2 separate regions of the Gossypium hirsutum genome follow, and region 2 is linked to region 1. A link is a contact called in public Hi-C data. All regions are on one chromosome and are shown on one strand. Each heading gives the region's core, a stretch centred on a gene start, on an enhancer-like site or on the middle of the called end of the contact. The rest is flanking DNA. Distances are from core to core; before and after follow the strand shown. Region 1 holds the start of LOC107949022 (mitogen-activated protein kinase homolog MMK2-like). Region 2 holds the start of LOC107947066 (reticulon-like protein B3).

Region 1 (4,088 bases), core at 985-3,484:
GAATGAACAATGTTAGAAGTGAACCTACGTTTTAAGACCATGGCTAGAATACTTCAACAGAAGTTGAGTACCTCAGTGATGAGTCTCAGCTGATGAACGTAATCTTTGCCTGGAAACAGAGGCTCTCTTGTCATAATTTCTCCGAATATGCAGCCGACAGACCACATATCGATGGCAGCAGTGTATTCGGAACAGTTGAGAAGCAGCTCTGGTGCTCGGTACCAACGAGTGACGACGTACTCGGTCATGAAATCTGTTTCGGAGGTGGTCCTAGCCAATCCAAAGTCCCCGATCTTAAGGTCGCACTTTGCATTCAAAAGCAGACTGCTTGGCTTAAGGTCACGGTGCAAAACATTGGCAGAATGCACGTACTTCAGTCCTCGTAACAACTGATACAGAAAGTACTGGAAAAAAGGTTCCCATTCAGTATCAGATTCATGCTAAATCAAACAAGGTTTTGGTTGTAGTAGTAGTATGATGATGATGATGATGTTAGGAAAACGCAACGTAAAGTATATCGGCAACATATATGAATGTCACCCACAAAGCCTGTTTATCCAAACCTGACAATGATCATCTGTCAATGGCTGGTCGGAGCGGATTATGTGATGAAGATCGGTGTCCATCAATTCATAAACGATGTAAACATCGTTGAAGGTCTCCTTCTTCGGTGGTCGAATGATGTCCTTGATGGCAATCACCTGCAAAAAAAGAGAATTGAATGCGGGATTTCCAGGCATACATTACACCGTAGAAGAATGATGAATCCTGAGGGAGCTTACATTTTCATGGTCCATGTGACGAAGAAGCTTGATTTCCCTCAGTGTCCTTCTGGCATCTATGATGTTATCAAATGCATTACCGATCTTCTTAATAGCAACCTCCTGACGCGTCTCTGAATTGACAGCAGCACTGAAAATAGAGCAACGAAGAGGTCAAATTAATTCAGTCCCACATCAGCAATGCATCCAAATGTGAAATGCCAATTGGTATTTAAATAAAAAAGAAATGTCAAGCGACATGAGATGTGAGGAAGGACGTTTTTTGAGAACTTTACTACAGGCATAAGCAGTGCTTCTATTTCATTTTTAGAATATCACGAAATCTTTTTGGTCAAAATATGCTGTTGCTCCCTGTATTTTAGCAAAGTTTGAGTTTTTTAATCCATATACTTAAAAAAAGTTCTCTTTTGGTTATAACTATGCTGTCACTCCCTGTATTTTAGCAAAGTTTACAGATTTAATCCATCTTAAAAAGTTAAAAGTTTTAATTTCTCAAAATTTTAGGGGAAATTTGAAATTCTATTAGTTTTTTCAATTACTACTTTCTGTCACATATATGCTTACTGCTTCATAGTAATTTGTTTTTTAAGTTGGTACGATTATATGCAGGTATTGACAGAAAATTTAAGGAAAAAAATATCGTCAATAATTGAATGGAAAATTGAAGAATTTTTTTTTTTTTAACTTTTTCTAAGCAAATATCAAACTTGGGCACATATGTTTTTGAAAAACCTATAAGTTACATCTAACATACACCTAACAATAAGAGAAATAGTGAATGATTTATTTATATGCTACCTATTTATCCATAAACTGAAAATATTAAGAAACAAACAATAAAAAAGGAAGCCCCCTAATCATAATCATAAACATAAAGGGCAAAAATTCTATTATCACTCAATTAAATTCAACAAATTACGAAGAAAATGTTCACTTGACTAGGATACATATGATAATATCAACCCACCACGTAAAAGATCACAATCATCAGGGACAAACTTATCTTAAAAAAACTTTGATGGCCTAGATCTAATCAAATTATTTAATTTGTGAGTTTGAGTTAAACATGAAAAAGAAAACTTACCAAACAATGCCATTAGCACCACGACCGATAGGACGAATAGGAGGTACGTACTTACTGGACACCTCAAACAAGTTACCATACACGTTGTAATGAACATATTTTCCTCCGTGTGTCGGCACTCCTTTGATACTGCTTCCCTCCGAGCTTGAATGTTTTGTACTCCCCATTTCCTTTTTCATTTTTTCTGCTTCACCTGCTAACCAGCTCAAAATATGTATATAAATCTTTAAACAAAGAACTCAGACTGGGTTTGTTTCCTTTCAGCGCTATATCTGGAGATTCATTCTTGGCAATTTTGCTTTGTATAATTTTCTTTTCTTTTCTTTGCGAAACTTTTTGGAAGAGAGTGTTTTTTTTTTTTTCTTTTGGCTTTGATATGATCAAAAGTTTTATGGTTCGAAAATCCGTGAAATGTAAGGAGACTTTTGTAGTTTTCTTAAGATTTTTTTTTAATTAAAAATAAAATTAGTCCTTCACGCAGCTTAACATGTGGTTTCTTTTAACATCACCCAAGTGAGATATGAGTAGATGGGTGCCAAGTATTTGTTTAGCCAACTGCTTTCTGGATATGGTGGTTGTGCTGATCACGGGACGCTTGCTGTCTTAACCCCTGCCCCCTTTTTGCTTGGGAGGCAGCACAGTACATGATGGCAAGTGGCAACTAACCTGCGCCTTTTTTAATCACACTTCTTTTTTTTGGACTATAAACCCATAATTGGAATGGGACTTGATTAAGGCCTAGATTTCTGGGTATACTGTGTGGCTTCATTGGACTATCATGGCCTGCCTTTTGCAGCTGTGCTGGATTAAGGCCCATGTTGTTGAATTATATTGTATGATGAAAAGAACTATTGGGCGCGCAGTGACTTTGAGTTTTAGGAATGTGATTCATTGAACAATAAAGCGATTTTCTTGGTTCCTCCAAATTCTAATCGCCATCAGAAGGTTGATCAAATTGCTTTGCCAAGTGCAGCACTTGGATTTATTTAATAAATCAACTTAATGCTTCCTTGAGTACATACGGTAATAAACAAAAAGGTTTGGAAAGATAATTTTACTGGTATATTAATATATTTGGACCTAAATTTATTGTAAATTAAAGTAGTTGAATATAGAAATAACATTGAAGAGAATGAGATTTGTTAGGCGCGTCCATAATTAACGGATGAAACTTAAGGCTCACACAGTCCAAAGGGTCCAATGCACACCTATTAATGATAACCGGCAGCCAGCCAAGCTTCATGCTATAGCTTTTCACCACATAAGCCATACAACAGGTAAGCACTGACAGTTACAATTCTACTAACTAGGTTCATAAGTTGGATTGAGTTTTAAATTTTTAAACTTATTTTAACAAAATAAAATTTTTGAATTCTGAAATATAACTTTTTAAGAATTTTTAAATTATTTTCACTATTTTAAATATAATTTTTTATTTTTATATAATAAAAAAATAAAAATTTACTATAAAAATTTTAATTTAATTTAGAATAATCACAATTTTTAAACTTATATTCCATAAACCATCTTAATACTTCAATACAGATTTTCCAACTTTTGTTTTTAATTTAACCCTACTACCAAACTCGCACCCAACTACCACTACTAAAGTTGTCAGCCAAGCATAAAAAGCACGAGCCAATTCCATGCAGTATTTCCTTTGGACCCTTTATTGGTTTGAGATCGGTGAGGGTTTGGAAGTGCAAACTCCTATGCCTAGTTAACCCTCCTGCAGATCCATCAGAGACCAAGCTACTAGAGTACCCCCCAAAAAAAAATTCAAGATATTAGAGTTTATACAAATATAATTTACAATAAAGAAATGATAAGCACGACGCAGGATAAATTTTGGACATATTTTTAAGATTCCATCAGAAAAATCAGATTTCCAAACCGACCATGGTGTATTTTTGTCAAGTCCTGGAGTGGTGATTTACCAAAAACCGACAAGACAACTTAATTTAAGCCGCTAAAGGCTCTTTCCTTGGGAAAAAAATAATAATATCATAGAAATGAGTGAGTTGACAGTTATCGCGCTTTTGTAACGGTAACGGTAACGGGTAACGAACATAATTTTCATTTGAAGTGCAGATGCAAGATGTTGACGGTTCATAATCAATTCCCCTATTATTTTTTTATCTTTCTTTTTCATTATTTTCAACTAAAGAACAGTGAAAAGTTACTTTTGAGTAATCATAATATTTGCATTGAAGTTTTAAATG
Region 2 (4,088 bases), core at 444-2,943, 150 kb after region 1:
TGTGCCAACCAAACCAACCAATTCATACTTTTTGCTATAAAATTTCTCTTCTTTTTTTTTTGTTTGTTTCTTTTCTAACACATGCCCAACATCGTAGAACTTATCCCACCTCCGTTTTTGACAATTTTTAATCTATGGATGCATGAGGGGTTTTTTTAAGAGGTAGGACTGAGGTTACATAGAAATACGAGCACTTTATCATTTTACTTGTAATATTAATGCACTTTTGGGAGAATGGGTTGGAATTTTAGAGAGATATTTTTAGGAGAGATTATCACAAATTCTAAAAATAAATTGTAAAATGAACTTGAAAAATATTTAGAAAGCATTAAAACTTTCTTTTTGAAAAAAAGATATGTAGTAATATTTGAATTTGTGAAATTAAAAAATTTCAATTGGCATTGCTTTACAATGATGAGTTTAAGTTCTATTGAATTTTTAAAATTTTTTGGATCATTTATAATCGGTTTGATTCTTGGTTTTTTATGCTAATTTTGTGTTTTAAGTTTTTTTTTTACTTATTTTACAAAATGGGTTTTTTTTATGACTTTTAAACATTATTTGATAAAGTTTCAAAATTTTTTCTACTTTTAAAAAATTAAGAAAATATAAATAATCGATAAAAAAAGTTACAATTAATTCTAAATTAAATAAAAATAACATTTTTTTACTTATATTTCATAAATCATCTAAACTAAAGTTTTTAAAATTAAATATGTAGTCTTACTGATCAAACCATCTATTCACCAACTCATTTGGTTCGATTAAATACATTAAAAAATTTATAAAAATAAAAAAAATATATTAAAAACTCGATTCAATCGATTTTGTGCTTGACTTATATAAATTTCCAAATCAATCGATTTAATGTCTTTCCTCAATCTAATACTTCGATTAATTCTCACTCCACTTAACCGATCCCATCCCATATCGTCTATGCTTCTCTTTTTCTTTTATGTGCTACTACTATTATTTAAAATTATTAAATACTAATCCAACCAAAAACAAAACATCAAACTTTAAACCCATACCAACAAGCTTATATTAGGTACTATTAATAGTCTGCATTTTTATAGGTCAATTTCATTAATAATATTTTGTTGAAACATCTAGATATCGTTCTATTTATTTTTGGTGGAAGGCACATCACACCAAATTTCAATTATAAAAAAACATATAATAACATTTTCCAGCCTACCTCAAACGAAAAACTAAAACCAATTAATATTTTCTTTTAAGAAATACAATGTAATGCATGCCATATATGTTCACACTGATACTTAGTTTGAAATTTTAATTTAAATTGAGTTGAGTTTGAATAAATTTTTAAATTTTAAATTTATTTTTTAATTTAAATATAAATAAATAATTTAAAAATATTTAAATTTTAATCATAAAAACATAAATATTGATATAAAAGAATTTTGAAAAATTTCAAAGATTATGGATTAAAATAATAAAAAGTTCTCACCATTTTGCTTAACAATTAAGGATTTTTCTTAGCTGCCCATGCAAACCCACAATATTAATATGACTTACTTACCTATCATTACAAATCAACAAGACTGACGAAACTCCACGTGTCATAATAATAACAGTTTGGTTGCGTCATTCTCGAAGGTCTCCGTCAACATTAAACGGCCGTTAATCCTCGAACCTATAAAAACATATTAAAACGTAAATTCCTCATTCATTTTATTATCATTTTTTCACCTGCTCCACTTCGCTTCGGTTTCTTCCGAACCTCCACGTTCGGGTTCCAAACCTATAAACGGTCCGGATCAAAACCTTCCATTTAGTGGTCCGGATTAAATCGAACGTGTACGCTCTCTATTTAGCCGCAAAAAAGGTCTCTATCTTACGAAAGAGCGCTACAAAAATCTTTCATTTCTCGAGTCTTTTTCGGGGTTTTCTCTTTTTTTTTTCGTCGGATCTTCAACACTTTTTTCAAAAATGGCTGAGCACGAAGAGAAGAAGCACGAGGAATCGTTGATGGAAAGGATAGCCGAGAAGATCCAAGGTCATGATTCGTCGTCATCGGATTCCGATAATGACAAGCCATCGGAATCATCGATCAAGGCCAAGGTCTTCCGTCTTTTTGGAAGAGAAAAGCCCGTTCACCACGTTCTCGGTGGAGGCAAACGTATGTAACAATAACCCTTCATTTTTTTCAAGAAAATTGTTTTGTTGATGCTAGTTTCATCTATATATTGATGGTACAAAAGATCTGCTAGGACTCTGCCATGAAGCGCTTACCCGCTCTCCAAAGCGTGAGCTAGAGCTCGGCATCGCTCTTTTGTTTAGAGGGAAAAAAAAGCATATAAAGTATGAACCTTGTTTATGAAGTTAGAATCGTTTCCCTTAAGCATCAGCCCTTTAGTGAACACCAGTGTCTGTTAAGGCCAATACACAGATCACCGTGTTGGTGAATTAACATTATTGATGCAAGTGCGGTTGGGATTTGGGAATGCGTCGTTCTTCACTCTTTTTTTTTTCTAATATAATACCGGAGCTTTCAATTTTGATGAATTGATGTTGTTTGAGCTTAATTTTGGTTTGATCTGTTAATTGCTTGTTTTGGCATTGAAATAAAAATTAGGGTATTTCTAGATCTTCGACTGAATTGATGCAATTGGTTCTAGTAAAGTTTACTCTTTTGATTTATAACAGCGAAAAAAAATTCTGGGATTATGTTAAAAGTTTGAGAACATAGTAGTATTCATTATCAATAGCCTTCCCCTATGATAATATTTTGATATTTTTAAGTTATCATCAGTTCTTCTTACCTTTTTAGTGTAATTTGTTAATGATGCGTATGTATGTGTAACAGCGGCTGACATTTTCCTTTGGAGGAACAAAAAGATATCGGCAGGAGCGCTCGGTGTCGCAACTGTGATATGGATTTTGTTTGAAATGCTCGAATACCACCTTCTCACACTAGTGTGTCATTTGTTGATACTTGCTCTTGCAGTACTGTTCTTGTGGTCAAATGCTGCTACCTTCATTAACAAGTAAGTGGTTGAATTTTGTTGTTTGCTCTCGGCTGTTGGGTTAACTTTGGATCCAGTCCTTTTTACTCACAGTAATGTTACTTTTGATTAGGTCTCCACCACGCATCCCTGAAGTTCAAATTCCTAAGGACCCAGTTATGGAGTTTGCTCAGGCACTTCGGTTTGAGATCAACCGGGCTTTTGCTGTCCTACGGGATATTGCATCAGGAAGAGAACTCAAGAAGTTCCTATCTGTATGTGGTTTACTTGTACCGAGTAGTTATCTTTTCTGTTTGATCACTTGCAGATTATTCATCTGATTTGCAATTAAGATAGTGATACAATAGTTACTTAGTTTGCTTTGTTCTGATCATTTTATTCATATGAAGACTTTTTTTGAGCTATGCTATCATGCATTTGACAATCATATTGGAACCGGACTCTGATTGTTTAGGTGATCGCCGGCTTATGGGTCTTGTCTATTGTCGGAAGTTGGTGCAACTTCTTAACACTGTTTTACATAGGTATTGAAGTTTCCTTCATTTGCTTTGTCTTTTTTCCCCCTATATACATGTTGGTTTCCTGATTTTGTTTTAATGGTTTTGCAATAGTCTTCGTACTTCTTCACACGGTACCCGTGCTATACGAGAAATACGAGGACAAGGTGGACCCATTTGCTGAGAAAGCAATGCATGAGATTAAGAAGCAGTATGCAGTGTTTGATGCAAAGGTTCTAAGTAAGATTCCAAGGGGACCATTAAAGGAGAAAAAGAAGGATTAGATTTACCGGCCAAGATGTGCTTTTGCTAGGTTTCTGACATACATTTGGTAGCTGCCTTCCGTGAAAATGTGTTATTTACTATATATCCTGTATCAGTTAGAACCCTGTTTTAATCTTTTTCCGGTTTTAGTACACAATGGGTTCAAAAAGTTTGATGAATTTGGCATCTTTTTTTCTAAATCTTGTTTAGTTGTTTTTTGATATGGATCCATATGCTATGTGACGATATGTTTTCATATTGCATGTTGGTTGGAATACATTGAGTTGAAAGTTTTTCAACTTGCGTTGTGTATCTTTTCAGAATGATCGAGTTTGCC

Evidence for each region. Hi-C and Micro-C count contacts between places; a contact is called where the count stands out from the background.
Region 2: a contact with region 1 is called in a Hi-C map of leaf, with 2.4 times the contacts expected there. The contact joins the promoter of LOC107947066 here to the promoter of LOC107949022 in region 1. A contact is called at or near these places in 2 of 34 Hi-C or Micro-C datasets (both in leaf).

Annotation. Positions count from the first base shown.
Region 1 is chrA12:105,088,553-105,092,640 of Gossypium_hirsutum_v2.1, forward strand. It overlaps LOC107949022 (mitogen-activated protein kinase homolog MMK2-like), which reads right to left and starts at 2,235. Exons shown (of 6, transcript NM_001398889.1): 1 at 1,867-2,235; 2 at 783-912; 3 at 564-701; 4 at 72-404. The coding sequence starts at 2,045.
Region 2 is chrA12:105,242,896-105,246,983 of Gossypium_hirsutum_v2.1, forward strand. LOC107947066 (reticulon-like protein B3) reads left to right here and starts at 1,694. Exons shown (of 5, transcript XM_016881614.2): 1 at 1,694-2,143; 2 at 2,831-3,011; 3 at 3,103-3,244; 4 at 3,445-3,514; 5 at 3,602-4,050. The coding sequence starts at 1,954. The coding sequence ends at 3,771.